2 separate regions of the Ovis aries genome follow, and region 1 is linked to region 2. Evidence: chromatin contacts called from public Hi-C data. All regions are on one chromosome and are shown on one strand. Each heading gives the region's core, a stretch centred on a gene start, on an enhancer-like site or on the middle of the called end of the contact. The rest is flanking DNA. Distances are from core to core; before and after follow the strand shown. Region 1 holds the start of NYAP1 (neuronal tyrosine phosphorylated phosphoinositide-3-kinase adaptor 1). Region 2 holds the start of SLC12A9 (solute carrier family 12 member 9).

The links. Hi-C and Micro-C count contacts between places; a contact is called where the count stands out from the background.
Region 1: a Hi-C map of liver shows a contact between it and region 2, with 2.6 times the contacts expected there. The contact joins the promoter of NYAP1 here to the promoter of SLC12A9 in region 2. A contact is called at or near these places in 5 of 16 Hi-C or Micro-C datasets (blood, hypothalamus, liver and 2 more).

Annotation. Positions count from the first base shown.
Region 1 is chr24:36,502,715-36,506,507 of ARS-UI_Ramb_v3.0, forward strand. It overlaps NYAP1 (neuronal tyrosine phosphorylated phosphoinositide-3-kinase adaptor 1), which reads right to left and starts at 2,493. Exons shown (of 7, transcript XM_042240222.2): 1 at 2,385-2,493; 2 at 993-1,144. The coding sequence starts at 1,060.
Region 2 is chr24:36,229,472-36,233,237 of ARS-UI_Ramb_v3.0, forward strand. It overlaps SLC12A9 (solute carrier family 12 member 9), which reads right to left and starts at 1,907. Exons shown (of 14, transcript XM_042240197.1): 1 at 1,786-1,907; 2 at 814-1,027; 3 at 464-598; 4 at 1-9. The coding sequence starts at 994.

The sequences.
Region 1 (3,793 bases), core at 1,243-3,742, 270 kb after region 2:
CGCCCGCCGCATCATCAGAGAGCCTCCCCCGGCTGATCTCTTTTTCCTCCCTGCCTCTCTCTCTCTCTCTCTTTCCCTCTCCCTCCGTTGTCATCCTCTCTCTGTTACCCTCCCAGGCTCACCCCAGTTCCCTTTCACTGTCCCTGAGTGTGAGTGAAAGGGGGGCGGCTGGCGGGGAAGAGGGGCGAGCCCTTGTGGGGTGGGCTCTCATTAGGGCCCTGTCTACTAACCCTTCATTAGGGAGAGATCACTGCAGTGATAGCTCTGATTAATCTAATTAACAACAAGAATTAAACTCCACAGTTTCGAGGGGGGAGAAGGGAGCAAGGAGGTGGCTCTGACTCAGGCTCCAAGAGGCTGTGCCATCAACGGGAGTGAAGAAGAGAAGGGAGCAAGACGGAAGAGGCCAGGCGCCAGGTCCCTGGGGGGACAAGGGGAGGGGGCAAGCAGTGTGTGGGGGGTGTCAGTTCCAAGCCTTGCCTCTTCTGCAGGGCCCAGCCTGCATGTCCCCCACTACACACACACACACACACACAATCCTGTCACTGGAAAGGGGCCAAGTGGATTGTTTCTGGTGCCCCTCAAATGACTCCATCCTGGACCATGAGGGCAGCAGGGCCTGCCCCTTCCAAGGTCAGGTGACAGGGGAACCAAGAGCCAGCCCCATACTGTCAGAGAGGAGATCACAGGCCAGAGGTGATCAGGAGGGAGTGACCTGGGCCTCTGGGGATGGGGAAAAGCCAACAGGGGGCCCCTGAGCCAGAAGCCCCCTCAGAGGCCAGGGCAGGGGCTGGAGCCAGGAGCCATGAGCAAGACAGAGACAGGGCGTGTGCAATTCCAGCAATTCTGTACTGAGCACAGACTCTGAGATCAGACTGATGACCAGGCTGCTGGGCTCAGGAAGGGCAGAGAGGGATGTGGCCCGGCCGGGTTGGGGTGGGGGAGAGAGGACGTGGGACAGGAGAGGGGGCGCTCTGGGGCTGCAGCCTTACCTCCTCTTGGCCTCCTCTTCCTTGTGCTGCCTCCACTCCAGCTTGGTTTTTCGGTAGAGGAGGTTCATGTCGTGGGGCAGGAGGTGGGGGCTGGGGGGCCCTGCTCAGTGCCACCAGGCCCGGGGGGCGACCCTCCCTGGGTCCCGGATCCACTTGGTGGAGAGGGGAAAGGAAAAAAAGAAATATGTGGGGTGGGTCGGGGCCAGGAATGAATGAGAGAGAGAGAAAGGAGCAGAGATGTGACTCGGGTCCTCAGAGAGAGGAAAACAGATGCAGGCACAGAAAACCCAACTCCGCCTCCAGGACCCACAGACAGACAGACATGTATAGAGTCACACACCCTGACAAAGGTGTCAGAGCCACACACACACTCTGGAGTGATCAGACTGATACAGCTCCCCATCCTGTAAATCCAGCCTGATCCACCACTCAGACAGGCCCCACAGACCTACAGCAGCCCTGCAGGCACACAAACACACACTCAGACGCACAAACCACCGGGTCACGGCCCCATCTCTACAAACAGAGGACCAGACACACAAACTGACATAGGTAAACACAACCTAGATCAGCCAGACACAGAGACATAAACACCCCGACACACCCACAGCACACACAGACCTCCAGATACACACAGATCGGCTGCACCGAACTGGACGTACCTATAGACAAGGAGTTATGCCGGGGCCTACTTGTCTACACTGCACCCGGCTGGGGAAGGGGGAGACAGTCAGACTCCCTACCCCTTCTTGGGACCTGAGGCTGGGGTGGGGGGGGTTGTCATGGGGGTAGGGCGGGGACGCTGGAGAAAGGGTGGAGGCACTCTGAGTTGGGCACCTACAAGACCACCCATCCATGTCTCTCCATTCCCTGACGACCCCCTCGCCAGACCTGTGCCTGGGCCCGGGCTTCTATCCACCCCTATTCCTGTACCCTGGCCCCTCAGCGGCCGTCCCCGCCTCCCTCGCTGATGGCCCAAATCACCTTCCTCCTCCAGGATCTGGGAGGCTCCCGGCTTCCTTCTCCCAGTCTCCGCCCCTCCCTCTCACCCGGGGGTCTCCAGTCTGGCCCCATAGCTGCCTTCGGAGCGGCGGCCTCCATACCTGCTCCGGTTTCCCTTCCCCCAAACACACTCTCCTCTGCGCCTTCAGCCTCGCCTCTCCTCCTGGGCGCCCCTCCTCACTGCCGTCCTCTCCCTCCCCTGTCTGTTCCAAACCTGGTCGGCTTCACCCCCTCTCCATCCGAAGGCCCCAGGTTCCCGGGCACCCCTCCCCTTCCCCTTGTCCTGCTACCCTGGGTTTCTCCGTCTCTTGCCCCGCCACTCCTCCCTACCTCTTGTCCCCCCATCCCACCTCCCGGCACCAAGCCTCCCCAATTTTTACATCACCGTACCTGGCCTGCCGGGCGCCGGCCCCCCCATGCCGGGCTCCGCCCGGAGCTGGAGGAGGGAGGAGGAGAGACAGAGACCAGGGGGAGCCGAACAGGGCCCTGCCGCAGAGACAGCCCCGCCTCCGGGTCCGCCCCCAGACCCGCCCCCGGCCCCAAACCCACCCTTCCACACCCTCCAAGGACGGAGTGGGAGCGGCGCGGCCGCGCTGTGCTGCTAGGCTGGGGTGGTGGGGGGCATGGAGCCAGCAGAGCCCGCGGGGGGCAGTCGGAGATTTGGGGGACCTGAAGCCAGCCCGCCCCGCTTTGGGGCGTCCGCTCCTCGCCGCCCCTCGCCCCTGCCCGGCCGGGCCGCGCTGAGTTCGATGTCCAAGGCCCCGGCAGAGCAATCGGGGGTGCGGGGTGCCGCGCGCAGCGGCGCCCCCCAGCGGCGGCCCGGGGCCTGCACACACGCGCGTACCCCGTGCGCCCGGCGCTCGCCGGGTGCGCACCCCGCGTCCGGCCGGGGCGAGGCTGCGGCTGCGGGGCCCGGAGTGCAGTGAGGCGGCGAGGCCGGCAGGTGGGGCCGGTTTCCGGGCGGAGGGGCTCTGAGAGTCGGCAGCCGGACCATCCGCGTCTTTGTCCAGCAGGGGGCGTGCTCCCTTGTCCGCGCGGCGTCTTCCAGCCGCCCCCCAGGTACAGGGAGGGCAGTGAGGCTGTTTCGCTGGGTGCTCATCGCCTTATCCCTGCAGCTTCCCAGGAGTCCAGACCTTGTTTCACCGCCTGGGCTAACGTCTTCTGCCCATCCGCCCCCATGGCCCAAGTCATCCTCCCAGTAACCTTTGACTCCACCAAATCATGACTACAGCTTTGTAGGTCGTAAATTGCCCCACATTTAATAGAAGGCATTATAAATGCCCCTGGGAGAGTTAACTCATCAAAATACGTAACTATGGTTTCATATTTACACATCTTGGTGTGAATGAACTTTTATCTATTCACTCAACAAACATTTCCACAAAGACCATCAATGTCCCTGGGACTGTAGACACGGAGGAGCCCAAGTCGATGCAGTGTCTGAGGTGGTGGGAAGGGGAGGATTCAAAGATAAGTTTGAATAGTTTGTAGCTAGTCATCGCGGAAGGAAGGAGGCTCTGGGGGCGGAGCCGCGGGGCTGTGCTGTGAATTTTGCCAGAGGGGAGAGAGTGGGGTGAGGGGTTGTGTGGGAGGCTGCTTCCTGGACCTCACCACTTGGGAGGCCTCGGGATCTGGCTGTGGTAGCCGTTGTTGCCGTGAAGAGAGAGAGGAGTGCAGATGCATGTTAACAAAGAGATAAAAAAGAAATATATAAACTGGGGGGAAGGGGTTTAGGTTTGTTTTTGCTTAAAGGGTGGTTAAAATTTTCCATGAGCTAACCTGAGGAAGGAAGGACGGGT
Region 2 (3,766 bases), core at 657-3,156:
TGATCATGACTGAAAGTGGAAGTAGGGGGTGAGTGTTAAGGGAAAAGAAACTGAACCGGAATGGGAGGCAGGGCCCAGCCACAAAGCACCGAGCAGCTGGCCCTCCAGGCCTTGTCTCCCTGAACACACGGAACTGTTCCCACACGTGGTGTGTCCCCGTGTGGCCACTCCCGAGCCACGTGGCTTTGTCCAAGTCACTAGCGCTCTTGAATGTCCTTGCTCATAAGATGAAGATTATCTGACGGGACTGTTAGAGCTAAAATGGCAGCCACGGAGACACCTGGGGGACTCAACGACAGGGGCTCTACCGTGTAGGGCCACGCTGGTGACCTTCTCCATGCCAACCTGTCCACTGGATGTTCATTAGAACTGGCCTGCCCCCCAGGAGATGCAGGGAGGGGCCCTCTCCTCCCCGCTTAAGACAGAAGAGCCCAGACCTCCGTCCACCAACGGTTGAGGATACAGTAGGCTCCGCCCCCTCGCACAGCTCCGTTGGTGGCGATGGCACAGACGGAGAGCACGGTGAGGGCCAGGATGACGTAGGCAACCAGGAGCATGGCCAAAGCCTGAAGCAGACCAGCATGACCCACCACAAACCCTGGGACAGGAGTGGCAAAGCAGGTCAGACGGCGGCTCACCCCTCCCGCCCCTCCCATCCCTCCCACCCCGACCGGTCATCAGTTACCTCAGGGTAGAGCTAAGCCCAAGGCCCCTGGGGGCCCCTCCCCCAAGCCCTTCATTCACCAGCTTCTCCCAGGGCCCTTCCCCAACCTCATTCCAGTCCCACCCTCGAGTAAACCAGCGCCAACTCACCAATCCTCAAGAAAACCACTATACTGAACATGGACAGGACCGTGGGCACCACCACACCCAGGAAGGTGGAGAGTTTCCGGGCCGGTGCCCCTCCAGGACCTCCGGCCCCATTGGCAGGGAAGGAAACCCCCTCCTCCCCCAGGAGCCGGTAGGCCAGCAGAGGAGAGTTCTCACTGGCCATGGTCCAGAGGAAGCTACCAACGGGTTACAAGGCCTGCAAAGAGTTTGCTGAGTGAAAGCAGCTCTGTGGAGACCCCACAAAACACCTCTAATCAAACACCCAGAAACTGCCTCCAAAAGGAAACACACACACACACTCACACGTTCACCAGCAACTCCAAGAGTTAATGGGGGGGGGGGCGAGGGGCGGGGAGCAGGCTGACTCTGGCCACTGCCCCACCAATGCAGGCTCCAAGCCTCAGGACTGGGTACGAAGGCCCCTCCCAGCTCCTGGGGCCACCCCTTTCCCCCATATCCCTGAGAGGAGGGATGGCAGCAGCTCTGGAAAGGTGCAAAGATCCTCCACCTCCTTAACTAGCAGCACAAGAGGAAGCAAATCCCTCAAAGGGGAAGTGAGTTATGGACAGGAGGCCCTCCTCACCCCGGGGTCCTGAGCTGCCCCCCAAGATCCTCCATGCAATCACCTCATCCCCGGGCAATAGGAAACTTCTCAATCTTCCAAAGCCCCGCCCTCCATCAACCCTCTTCCCTCAGCCCATCTCAGACAGCCTCCTCTCTCTTTAACCTCACCAGATTCCTCCCACCCACACAAGGCATCCCCCAAACTCTACCGTCCCCGCCACTCCCCGACGACCAAAACAAAAACATCATCGCCGGCCGCACAAGGTGGTCCTCCTTCCTGCACCGGTTCCTCCCCACTTTCTCCCCGGGGCGGGTTGGAGCGGGCCGAGATTCGCTTCTCCCCGACCAGGCGCACTCTCACAGCCCGGGTGTGGCAGCGCGCTCACTTACCCACTGGAGGACGCAGTCGCTCGGGGGTGATCCCCGACAGCGGGAGGGGTCTGCTACTGGCTGAGGGGGCGCGGGGGCCGGAAAAGACAGCTGCGGCTACCGGGATGCCAGGCCCGGAGCCTGCCCCCCACCCGCACACACGCGCCCCATTGGTCCCCGGGCCCGGCCCCGCCCCCTGGGCGCGCCCGGGGGAAGCCCCGCCCCACCGGGCTCACGCTGGCAGCGCGGCTCCCCACCCCACGTGCGATCGGGGTGCAGCCAGGGGTAGCCCCTCAGACGCACGTCTCCGGCACGGCGTTGGCCACAGCTCCCACTGCACCCATCACCCTGGTGCAAACGAGCGCCCGCCGCGTGGGCGGGACCCCACTCGGAGCTGGGCGGTGACGCTGCTGAAAGGGGCGTGTCCTGACGGCGAAAGGCCTCCGGCAGGTGGGCGGGGCCACGAAACCTGGCCCAGGTGCGCCGCTCGGAAGGCTGGGCCCTGTCGGCCTACGCCTTAAGGGGTCCGCCTCTTCCAGCCTCCCGGATCCCGGTCCAGTGCACCACGTTCCAGCCCCAGCCCTCACCCCTGCGGCGCCCTCCCCTAGCGCCGGGTCCAGCCCACCGGCTGCTCTCCTCGCTTCCACCACCTGAGGGCGCCATTGGCTGCCGATCCGGGCCCTGGAGGCGCTGGCCTTGGTTGGTTCAGTCTCGTTCCCCGCCCGCTCTCGTGGTTCCCAGCAAGGTTGCCCCCTCCAGCAATGATTACAGGACTTGTGAACCTTCAGGAGTCAGGATTCCCCTCCTAACTCTTTAAGGCCTTCCCAGGTGGCTCAGCGATATAGAATCCGCCTGCAATGCAGGAGAGGGAGACGCGGATTCAATCCCTGGGACGGGAAGATCCCCTGGAGAAAGAAATGGAAGATTCCCTGTAGATGAAAATGGCAACCCACTCCAGTATTCTTGCTGGGGAAATCCCATGGACAAGAAAAGCCTGGCAGGCTGCAGTCCGTGGGCTTGCAAGAGTCAGACACCACTTAGTGACTAAACCACCACCGCCCACCTTAACTCTTGACAGGTATGGTCAACATTGGCACTACCTGGTGACATCCCATTCGTCCACTGTAGATAGACCCTCCTGCATAAGGTTGCTGTGCGAGTTCAATAAACTTGAATAGGCACTTGAGAACAATACTGAAATGCTCAATAAACTATCTGCATACCATACTGTATTAAATATGCATAAGCACTTTGTGAGGTGGATCCTGCTGTGACTTCCATTTTTCACAATAGGAAATTGAAGCTTGGAGAACTTCAGTAATAATTTCCTAACTTTCATAGAGGCCTTTGTGGTTACACTGTCATTTGAGCCTCAGGAAATGAACACTGCTTTTCCTGCCACTGGGCTTTGGCTGTAAATTAGCTGTAACGTTTCCCTAAGAGAGGAAGAGATTCAAACCGGTGCGAATGTGGCTTTGCCAGGGAGCGGTCTCTCGAGTAGTAAATGCATTTTCATCAGTCATCCCTGCTACCCACGACACAGAGCTTGACTCCAGGGTCTCTCTCACATCCCTCCTATTACAATTTTTGGTGATTTCAATATCCGCATTGATGAGACCTCCAACACTCTAGGCTGGCACTTGCTTAAACTCCACTTCTGCATAGATCTCACTCTCCATCCCACCCAATGGTAATGCCTAGACTTTATCATTACCAATAACTGGATCCTTTCCTCTGTTAGTCCATCACTTCTAGTTATGCCTGTTGAGGAAAAATATTAATCTGACACTTAGTAAAACAGTAGGAAAGACTTTATTCAGGGCTACTGCAATAGGTATCAAGACACAGAAGGGGAGAAAGAATGTGCTCAACTCGAAACAGAGCAGAGAAACCTGGGGATTTATAGTCAACTAGCAGAATGAGGGGGTCAGTGGATGGAAAATTACTAAGAAGCAGCACCAAGCATAGGGGAATTCTAGCTAAAGAGGCTTAACAGGATCCT